Linked DNA regions of Capsicum annuum: region 1 is linked to region 2. Evidence: chromatin contacts called from public Hi-C data. All regions are on one chromosome and are shown on one strand. The core of a region is the stretch at or near the end of the contact, and the rest is flanking DNA. Distances in the headings are between cores, read along the strand shown. Region 1 holds the start of LOC107842157 (protein-tyrosine-phosphatase IBR5). Region 2 holds the start of LOC107842171.

The links. A called contact is a pair of places that touch in the nucleus more often than the background predicts.
Region 1: a contact with region 2 is called in a Hi-C map of leaf, with 2.5 times the contacts expected there. The contact joins the promoter of LOC107842157 here to the promoter of LOC107842171 in region 2. A contact is called at or near these places in 3 of 5 Hi-C or Micro-C datasets (leaf, pericarp and placenta).

What each region holds. Positions count from the first base shown.
Region 1 is chr9:202,338,755-202,343,652 of UCD10Xv1.1, reverse strand. It overlaps LOC107842157 (protein-tyrosine-phosphatase IBR5), which reads right to left and starts at 3,644. Exons shown (of 5, transcript XM_016685916.2): 1 at 3,116-3,644. The coding sequence starts at 3,355.
Region 2 is chr9:202,198,268-202,203,677 of UCD10Xv1.1, reverse strand. It overlaps LOC107842171, which reads left to right and starts at 1,976. Exons shown (of 11, transcript XM_016685924.2): 1 at 1,976-2,206; 2 at 3,934-4,179; 3 at 5,204-5,410. The coding sequence starts at 3,946.

The DNA.
Region 1 (4,898 bases), core at 2,395-4,894, 140 kb before region 2:
TGGTTGTTTTCCAAATTCCAAATACAACTTCAAGTTTTTCAAACACTGTTTTTCAAATAGAATTAAATAATTTTCCCGAAAAAAGTCAATAGTATTCATGGCCAAACGGCTCCTAGATTAACAGTCATGATCCATTCCGCTTTATTTAGTTCTATTTCTTTCCAAACACAATAGTTGATTGACTTAGTTGTTTTTGGAGTAAAATGGACCTAAATGATATTCCAGAGAAGTAATATAGTAGGTTGTGTCCTTGAATTCATTCCTATGATATTCAATAGAAGAATTTAACGAAAAGGCATAAGTTCCCTCAACATATGATCAAAGTTCCAAGGACACACATTTTGTTTTAGGTGGCACGAATATAGTTCTCTTTCCTGAGCAAATTTGGGGACTAATGCAATTAAGGCATCTCAAACTGGACAAATTTGATTTGCCAAATCGCCCAACTGTATCTGTTGACAAAGGGAGACATGGGTTTTCCAAATGTACAAACTATTTCTTACTTTCTCCATGTTGATGCACGAAAGAAGGTCCCAAAAACAACTCAATCAGTCAACAACGCCCTGAAAACCAACTTGACCCGTTCCAACCTATTTAATTATATTTTTTTCAAAAAGCAACTATTCGCAAAATGCAAGAAAACCAAATCCAAAAACAGTAATAACAAATGGATAGATCAATTGAGGTCTTATATATGAATCTTCTTCATTCATTTGGGTCGATTTTGCTCCAAAAGCATCTCAATTTAATCAATATATTAATTGACTATGCCTCAAAACCAAATTTAATACGGCCGACTATATTAATCCTCTTGTGGGATTACACTGAGTATGTTGTTGCTGACTATATTAATCCTCTTCACCCATTCTGCTCTATTTAGTTCTATTTCTTTCCAAACACAATAGTTGGGGTCTTTTATATGAATCTTTTTTCTAAATTCATTTACATTTAGGTCCATATCACTCCAAAAATCAATCAATCAACTATGTCTCAAAATCCAACTTAATCATGGTCTACAAGATTAATCCTCTTGATCCATTCTGCTATATTTAGTTCTATTTCTTTCCAAGTGTAACAAGGGTCTTCTATACGAATCTTATCCATTCATTCGGCCACATTTAGGTCTATTTCACCCAAAAAACAACAATCAATCAACTATGCCTCAAAAACCAACTTAGTTCAACTAAATTAATCCTCTTGACCCATTCTGCTATATTTAGTTCTAGTTCTTTCCAAACACAATAGTTGGGCTCTTTAATATGAGCCTTTTTCATTCATTCGTCTACGTTTAGATCCATTTCACTCCAAAAAAAACTCAATAAATCAACTATGCCTAGAAAACCAACTTAGTCAGGGTGGACTAATCCTCCTGACCCATTCCGCTCTATTTAATTCTATTTCTTTCCAAAAGCAACTATTCGCAAGAATCCAAGAACACTGAAACGTAAAACAGTAATGACAAACAGATACTTAGATAAATCAATTTGCGATCTTTGAGATAATGATCTTCATTCATTCAGCTCTATTTAGGTCCATTTCACTCCAAAAACAACTCTGTCAATCTACTATGCCTTAAAAGCCAACTTAGTCAGGACGACTAGATAATCCTCTTGACCTGTTCCACTCTATTTAGTTCTATGTATTTCTTTCCAAACAAAATATTTGGTGTTTCTTTATGAATCTTTTTCATTCATTCAGCCCCATTTAGGTCCATTTCACTCCAAAAACAACTAAATCAATCAACTATGCCTCAAAACCAACTTAGTCAGGGTAGACTAAATAATCCTCTTGACCGCACGTTCCGCTCTATTTAGTTCTATTTCTTTCGAAACACGACAGCTGGGGTCTTATGTATGCCGCTTTTACATTCATTCGGCTCCATTTAGGTTCATTGCCTCCAAAAACAATTAAATCAATCGACTATGCCTCCAGGACCAACTTAGTCCAGGTTGACTAGATTAATTAGATTAATCATCTTGACCCATTCATGTCTATTTAATTCTATTTTTTTCCAAACATAATAGTTGGGGTCCTTTATATGAATCTTTTTCATTCATTAGGCTCCATTTAGGTTCATTTCACCTATGTTCCTCGGATTCTTCAAAAATGTCATCGGGTGCGTGTCGGATCCTTCAAAAATAGTGCATTGTTGGAGGATCCAACAATGATGCAACAACATTTTTGAGAGTCCGAGCAACTTAGCATTTCACTCCAAAGAAAAACTCAGTCAATCAACTATGCCTACAAAACCAACTTCGACAGGGTCAACTAGATTAATCCTCTTGACCCATTCGCTTTATTTAGTTCAATTTCTTTCCTAAAGCAATAGTTGGGGTCTTTTATATGAATCTTTTTCATTTATTCGGCCACATTTAGGTTCACTTCATTCCAAAAACAACTCAATCAATCGGCTATACCTCAAAACCAAATTAAATAGGGTAGACTATTTTAGTTCTCTTTGACCCATTCCGCTCTATTTATTCCTTTTTTTTTTCAAAATCAACTATTTGCAAGAACCCAATAAGATACAAACGAAAACAGAAATTCTATTTAGTTCTATTTCTTTCCAAATGAAATAGTTGGGGTCATGTATATGAATCTGTTTCATTCATTCATCTACATTTAGGTCAATTTCACTCCAAACAAAACTCAATCAATCAACTATGCCTCAAAAACCCAACTTAGTCATGGCAGATTAGATTAATCCTATTAACCCATACAGTCTATTTAGTTCTATTTCTTTCCAAATGAAATAGTTGGGGTCTTTTATATGAACCTTTTTCATTCATTTCGGTCTTTTGCATGAATCTTTTCCATCCATTAGGTACATTTCACTCCAAAATCTTAAAAAAAAAAACTTAGTCGCGGAAAATTGACTAAATTAATCTTCTTGACAAATTCCATTCTACTTAATTCTATTTCAAGAATCTAAGAAAAAACAACAACATAGCCAGGGTAGCGGTAGCTTAGTGCACCGGGCTGCCCTTTTTTTATAGCCAGGGTAATCCCGCAAAGAGGAGTCAGGGGGTCAATCCAAGAAAACACAAACGATCAAACCAACAATAACAAACAGATAAAATCAAGAAACAACAAAAGATAAGAAAAGATTACAAACATTGAGAATCCTTGAAATCCCAAGAGTCTTGAGAAGTTCAGCACGAGAAGCATTATCATAACTCCCCAAATAAAGAAACTCTGGCAAGATCTCAGAAGGGAAAGCACTGACTTGTATAGTACTACCCTTATCAGATACATCAGGCATTCTATGTCCACAGATCCCACACACTTCACCTTCTTCATATTTGTGATAATGCCCACAAATCCCACATGGGTTTTCCCTTTCTCTCTTCCTCATTTCGAGTTCAATTACAAAATCAAGAACGACCCAGATAAGAAAATTTCAAGATTTGAAGTGGGGTTTGTGGTTCTTGACGTGAAAGTTGAGATTTTTGTGATGGGAGTGAAGTACAGTAATTTGGGTGAAATTGGAGTTGTATATAAGTTGCTATTTATAGATACCGGTAGATGTAATAATGGTTGTGGATTTTTTGAAGGGGTAACCAATAGGGATTACTCGTTGGATATGGATAAAACCTTTGTTCTACTATATGTACCTTCCTTCCGCGGTTAGATTTGAAGTTTATTGGTTATCGACTTGTACATGTATTAAATTCTTATATTGATTATTTGCTTATTGATTATTAATAGTTATTAGCTGAAATATTGATTTAACTTTTAATATTTTACAATCATGTCACATTTGCGTGATTGCGATGGTGGGTACCGCAATTGCAACGAGTAACTCATGAGTCGAGTTCGTTTCTTCATCGCATTCGTGATGTTTTGTCTGTGATGGCAGAATTTGAGTTGGGTTGACCTTTGCATTCGTGGTCAGGGGTTCGCGTTTGCAAAGGTCATTACTTACCTGGACAAATTTAGGTCCCCTTCTCGACAAAAATCCTATTTTCACAATATTTCACCTTTGAGAGCTTGATTTTGGACGATTTTATAGGGGTTTTCAAGATTTATCTGTAGACATATTAAATCATTATATTGATTATTTGTTTATCGATTATTGATCTTTATCAGTTCGTTTGTCGATTTAACTTGTAAGATTTCACACCTTAAAATTTAAAAATCATGAAAAATCACTTGGAAACGAGGTGAGAACCAAATGAACTGCGCTCATAAGTTGGGATATTGCATATTCCTGCTCGATTGAGATAGACAGAAATGACAGTATAAAACTAAACCCAAAGTCAAAACTTGATAGATTAAATGGTATAAATATAATTTATTAATTTACTATTGAATTGTCGATTAATCCGTTAAGAAAAAACTTCAAACCATTAAGAACCAATAATTCAATATAAAAATAAGAACTATTATCAAACCTGCTAAACCAAAACCAATCATCAATAAAGTATAAATTAATAGTTTTTTTATTCAATTCAAATTATTGGTTTCAATTAAGAGCGTCAACTGGGCCGGTTTGGTTCAAACCGACACCAACTCACTTCTTTTTACTAGTTCCTGGGACGGTCCGGTATCGGGTCATTCTTAACGAGCTGGTTCACTTCGGGCCCAAACAGTAAAATATGTTGAAATTGACCGGACCAGCCCACTTAGGGTGAATCCGGTTTTGAACGGTCAAAATGTACAAAAATAATTAGAATTTACGTGTTTTTTTCAATATATACTATATATACACACCCATATACATTTTAAATATGTTAAACAATATACATACAACACATATACACTAAATGTATACACATGTATACATTAAATAAATACTAGTTTGGAGTCTAAAAAAGATATATACACATATATACGTACAATATAATATATATACTACTTAAAATACTACTTGAAATAATATACATGCAACATATATA
Region 2 (5,410 bases), core at 727-3,226:
GTAATTTTGTTACTATTTAATTTTCGTATTACAATTCATTAGTATAATTTTGAGATAGCTTTTTTCTACTCAAACAATCCCCACAATGTGGTTATATCATACATTATGGAGTACACTTTATTTTTAGTTCGATTCAAATATCTATTAATAAAATTATATCAGTTGAGGAATTTTGTCATTATTTAATTTTTGTATTATAACTCATTAGTACAATCTTAAGATAACTTTTTCTAATCAAACAACCCCCAGTTACTTATCTTATTTTAATTTATGTGTCCTAATTAAAAAATCGAGTGTTTTTTATTAATTTTTTTTTATAGCAGAAATATTTATTAATTCTCCAAAAAAAACATATTGATCTAGCAAAAATAATCTATGATTTCAATTGATTCTTTTTGGAGAATTAGATGATTTCTTGAACATGTCTTTTATTTGATAGGCAATATAAATGAAACTACTGTGGATGCTATACACTTAGAAATGGAGAGCAATTTATAGAACTGACTTAAAATTTTAATATACTAACTCCTAATCGTATCGTTTGAAATTTAAAAGTGGAAGAAATTATTTTATCTATTAATGGTGGTATGTAGAAAGTCAAATAATGTTTTCTTTGACCACAAATATTTTATTTTAGGCTTAATCATTGTCAGATTCTCAAACTTGTTTCAAAAATTCACTTATACCCAAACCCCTAAACCTCCAAAATTTGATCCTATCAAGCTGTTTTTGACCTATCCGCTTAAAACTCAAGTGTGTACAACATACACGAGCTGATATGACAAAACTGATAATTAGAAAAAAACACATAATAAGAAAAAAAAAATTATATTATGAAAATGCTGATTTGTCCATTTTCTATTTAATTATCATTTAATAATAATTTTTTAATTAAAAAAAAAAAAAAAAAACACTCCCCACCCGCCAATCCGTCTTCATCACCCCACGACCACCAGTCGTCTTCACCACCCCCACCCCCACCCCCACCCCCCATCACTTTAAGTCATAGATCAAATCAGTTTAGTTTGGGTCTAAGGCACCCGGAATAACTCCTGTGAATTCTATATCTAGACAAGAGTTGGTTTCTAAACAAAGATATTCGATCATGTCTTGAATCCTTCTTTTTTTCTCTCTCTCAGCACAGCACATAAGAAGTAACAACAGTGAAAAGATAATTTAGTCATCAAAATATTTTATCAGGTTAACTGAAAAAAAAATCATAAACAAATGAAGGTCGACTCCATGGTTAAGTTCTATGCGCCAAGAAGAAGAATAAATAAATTGATTTTGTAAAAGAAGAAAGAATTTTTTTTCACATCTTTGATCTTATTGATTAGTAATTTTATTGTTAGAGTTGCTGATTTTATATTAATGGAGTTTTTTCATTTTGTTGCTCAAAGAACAGTGTTTGTTCACTTAGAAGAAGAAAACATGGGGAAGGAAGGAGGGAGGAAGGAGGCTGGGGCATTTTATAAAAAAAAAAATTTAAAAATTATTATTAATTGAAAATTATATTAATAAAATAATTTAAATATAAATTTTTTAATTAAAAAAAATAAAATATTTTTTTTTCTTATTCACGCACCCAATGAAAGTGTAACACACTCTCTTTGTCAAATCAGCATTTTGTGTTTGATAGCTATCAATTTTAGTATTTAAGATGTTTGATAGGTACAAGTCTCAAGTTTAAGTAAATTTTCTGAGGGATGATTTAAGCCTTTATTTTATATAATTCTAAATATAATTTTTTTTTTATTTAAATTTACATAAAAAATAATAATTAATTTGACCTTAGTACTCTTATAAAGTTACATAAGCTAAAACAAATGAAGCACAAATTAAAGTGAGAAATCATATATTTAATCATACAGAAAATCAGACCTCAATGGATCGTGAAAATAATAACATATTTAAGTTAAAGTTAGTGTTGTGTTTAATTATAAATATAAATTAGTGTTGCTTTTAAATCTAACAAAGCCGTCACTTCTAGATGTTTCGCGCGTGAATTTACGCCAGCACTTACGTAGCTAAACAACACCCACCGCTCACGTTAAAATCATTTCTGCATAAATTTCTAAATTGTACCACCTACTTATTCTTCGCACCCCTTTTTCTTTCGATTTTCCCCAATTTGAAAAATTAACTTTCATTTTACAGAATTTTTGCCATCAATAATTCTCATAAATCACCAATCATTATCAGAAAGGTAAGGATTTTCTCAATTCTCTATGTAAATTTGCAGTTAATAATTTATTGAATTAATTTATTTAGGAACATATTTGCTTTATGTTTGGGAATTTTGAGGTTTATAGTAATAATATTTAAATTATGATTAGTCATTCGTATACTGGAAATAAAGTAGAAGGAAGTATTGGGAACATGCTGTAGTTTGAGCTCATCGAGGACGCGATCTTCTATAGAAGGTTTAAACTAGAAATATAGGTGAGAGGTGATTTGACAGGAAATGATGGAGTTTGACCTTATATAGGAGGTTTGAAGTAAAAGTGTTGGTGAGAGGTGATTTGACAGGATATGACAAAGTTTGAGATTATTGAGGACGTGGCCTTATATAGGAGGTTTAAAGTAGAAATATAGGTGAGAAGTGATTTGACAGAATATGATGAAGTTTGACCTTATATAGGAGGTTTAAAGTAGAAGTGTTGGTGAGAGGTGATTTGATAGGATATGACGAAGTTTGAGCTTATTGAGGATGTGACCTTGTTTAGGAGGTTTAAAGTAAAAGTAATGATGAGATGTGATTTGACATGATATTACGAAGTTTGAGCTTATCTGGAACTGCCAGGAATTTGTCGAAGAGTATGCGAAGCTTATTGAGGATGTGACCTTATTTAGGAGGTTTAAAGTAAAAGTATTGATGAGATGTGATTTGACATGATATTACGAAGTTTGAGCTTATCTGGAACTGCCAGGAATTTGTCGAAGAGTATGCAAATTTTCTTCTCAGATGCATTAAGGATGTGCAAAATTAAATACACACTCATAGTAACTAAAATTTAGTCTAAGATGTGCACCTGACCATCCTTTAATATAGGTGGCTCCATCCATGCTAGAACATGACCTTATATAGGAGGTTTAAAGTAGAAGTGTTGGTGAGTGGTGATTTGATAGGATAACGAAGTTTGAGCTTATCTAGGACGTGAACTTATATAGGAGGTTTAAAGTAAAAGTATTGGTGAGATGTGATTTCAAACTGAATTATATGAAAAGATTGTTCCACTCATTGAAGGAGAAAACTGAACTTTTACTTGATCATATTGATAGGGATGCTCCTGTCGCTATTGAGCGGCTGATTTTCAGTTTCTTCCTAACTGAAAAGTTGTTATAGCAGTACTCTAGGTCCGATGGATCGGTATTGGAATTTTCTTAACTTTTAGGGGGGAAGTGGAAACATGTAATATAACTGGTGGGAGTGTTGTAGTTTTGTATTGTATTTCCTTCTGAACCAGCTTGGTATAAGTTTTTTTAAAAAAATCTTTACTTAAAAAAAAAAAAAAAAGTTCAGAAGGTGACTTGAATTAAGGTTCAGCATAAAACCTGGATTCCGGTGTTCCAAAGCATTTGGTTGACAACTTACCTTCATTCCTTATGATTATCCTTAGCTTACTAGATTTTAGTTTACATGCCAAAAAAATGCAGATTCATTTTATCAAAGAAAAAGAATCTAGCATAGACCGTGACCCCCAATATTTTCATTTCTTTATCTATATGAAACCAAAACTTCTTCTAGCTTCTATAGATAGGGTTCTAAATACTGTTTGTGCGAGAGGGCTCATAATGCGATTTATCAAAAGAGAAAATAGTTAGTTTAAAAGATACACTAATTGGTTGATACCTGTGGTTCTCTTATCTAAGACTAAGACTTGCTAAAATTTGTGTGTTTGATGATGGCTTAATTTTGTATGCTATTATTAGATAAAAAAATCCATGGAGCACCAGGAGACATGTCAATTATCTGTTATATGGAGAGGGAAGAAGTTTAGTCTGGAGATGAATCCAACTGCTACTCTCAAATCACTGGGAGATGAATTGCTGAATCTCACCAATGTCAGAGATGATACAATGCGCCTCATTGTGCCTACTAATAAAAGTTCAAGACTTTTGTATCCATTCTCTGAAGAGCATTCCTACCTAAAATTGGAAGCAGCATCCATTCTTGAGGTTTTTTCTGTTAATTGCTGCTGTAGTTCGTGCTTTTACTAAATAGCTGTTGGACTTGCTATCTGCTTGGATTCTGGATAGGGATTTTGATTTTTTCTTCTTTTTTCGAGCTGTTTGTTTTGACAGATTTGTTTGTCCTTTTAATTTTTATGCTATTGCTGATTGTTCTGGTAAAACATCCAACATGATGCTTTATTTATAGGTTGTTAGCTTGATAAATATCGAAAAATCATTTAACAATTCGCACTCTTGGAATTAGGATCCTCCTTCAGAATCTGACTTGAAGGAGTTGTAGCCCTAAATTAGTTATGCTGATGGCACATCTCAAAAGAATACATCTTAGCAACTTTAAAGGTTTGCATGTACTACCATTCTGAAATACATCTTTTTATTTACTTCTTTGTTAAAGTTATAGTCAAATGATAAGTAAAATTCTTGAAATTGTTTCCACTTTTCTGATCAGTATTTCCTTGTTTAGTATAAATTTTTTTGCACAAAATGATATGCATTATACAGCTGAGTGATGACTATATATATTGTCAATATGAGCTTGTGCATAGTTCTTTATGAAATATAACCAGAAATAAGTCATGGTTCCGAGTTTCTTTTTTTTTAAAGAAAAAAAATGTTTAGTGTCTCTGTGAGTGGCAGTTATTTTATACATGAAATCTTTTGAAATTTTCATCATGCTATAGAATTTTGTTCAGCTGAGTGAGTGACAAGATGTCATATTTCAGGCTTTGAATATCTATTGCATTAAACCTAGAGAGACTGAGAAATGTATACCATAATTATTATGCTCGTGCAAAGCATTGACAATTTTAAGGACATGATCAGATGTCTGGTGTGATCTTTTTTCAAAATTTGAACTCTTTCACATATTCTATGAGGTGTTAATGCATTTCCAAACATTGAATAGTCTAAATAACTTGTTTAGCATATTTGGCTATTACTCGTTAAGCTGAACCTTCCAGACAAATCTTTTTGGCTTAGATGGGAATCGCCTGATTGTTTCCTGTTTCAGGGGAAGTCTATTAGGATGTTGGGAGTGCCCAAAGATGAAGTTGATGACATTCTACAGAGTGCAAAGGCAGACCACAGGATTTTGGGTTTTGATGAAGAGGAAAAAAGATCGAAACAAAGATTATCAAATGGGCTTCAAAGTACACTAAAACTTCCACAAGGGCCTTATGTCTTTTGTGATTTTCGGACACTCTACCTTCCTGGTATA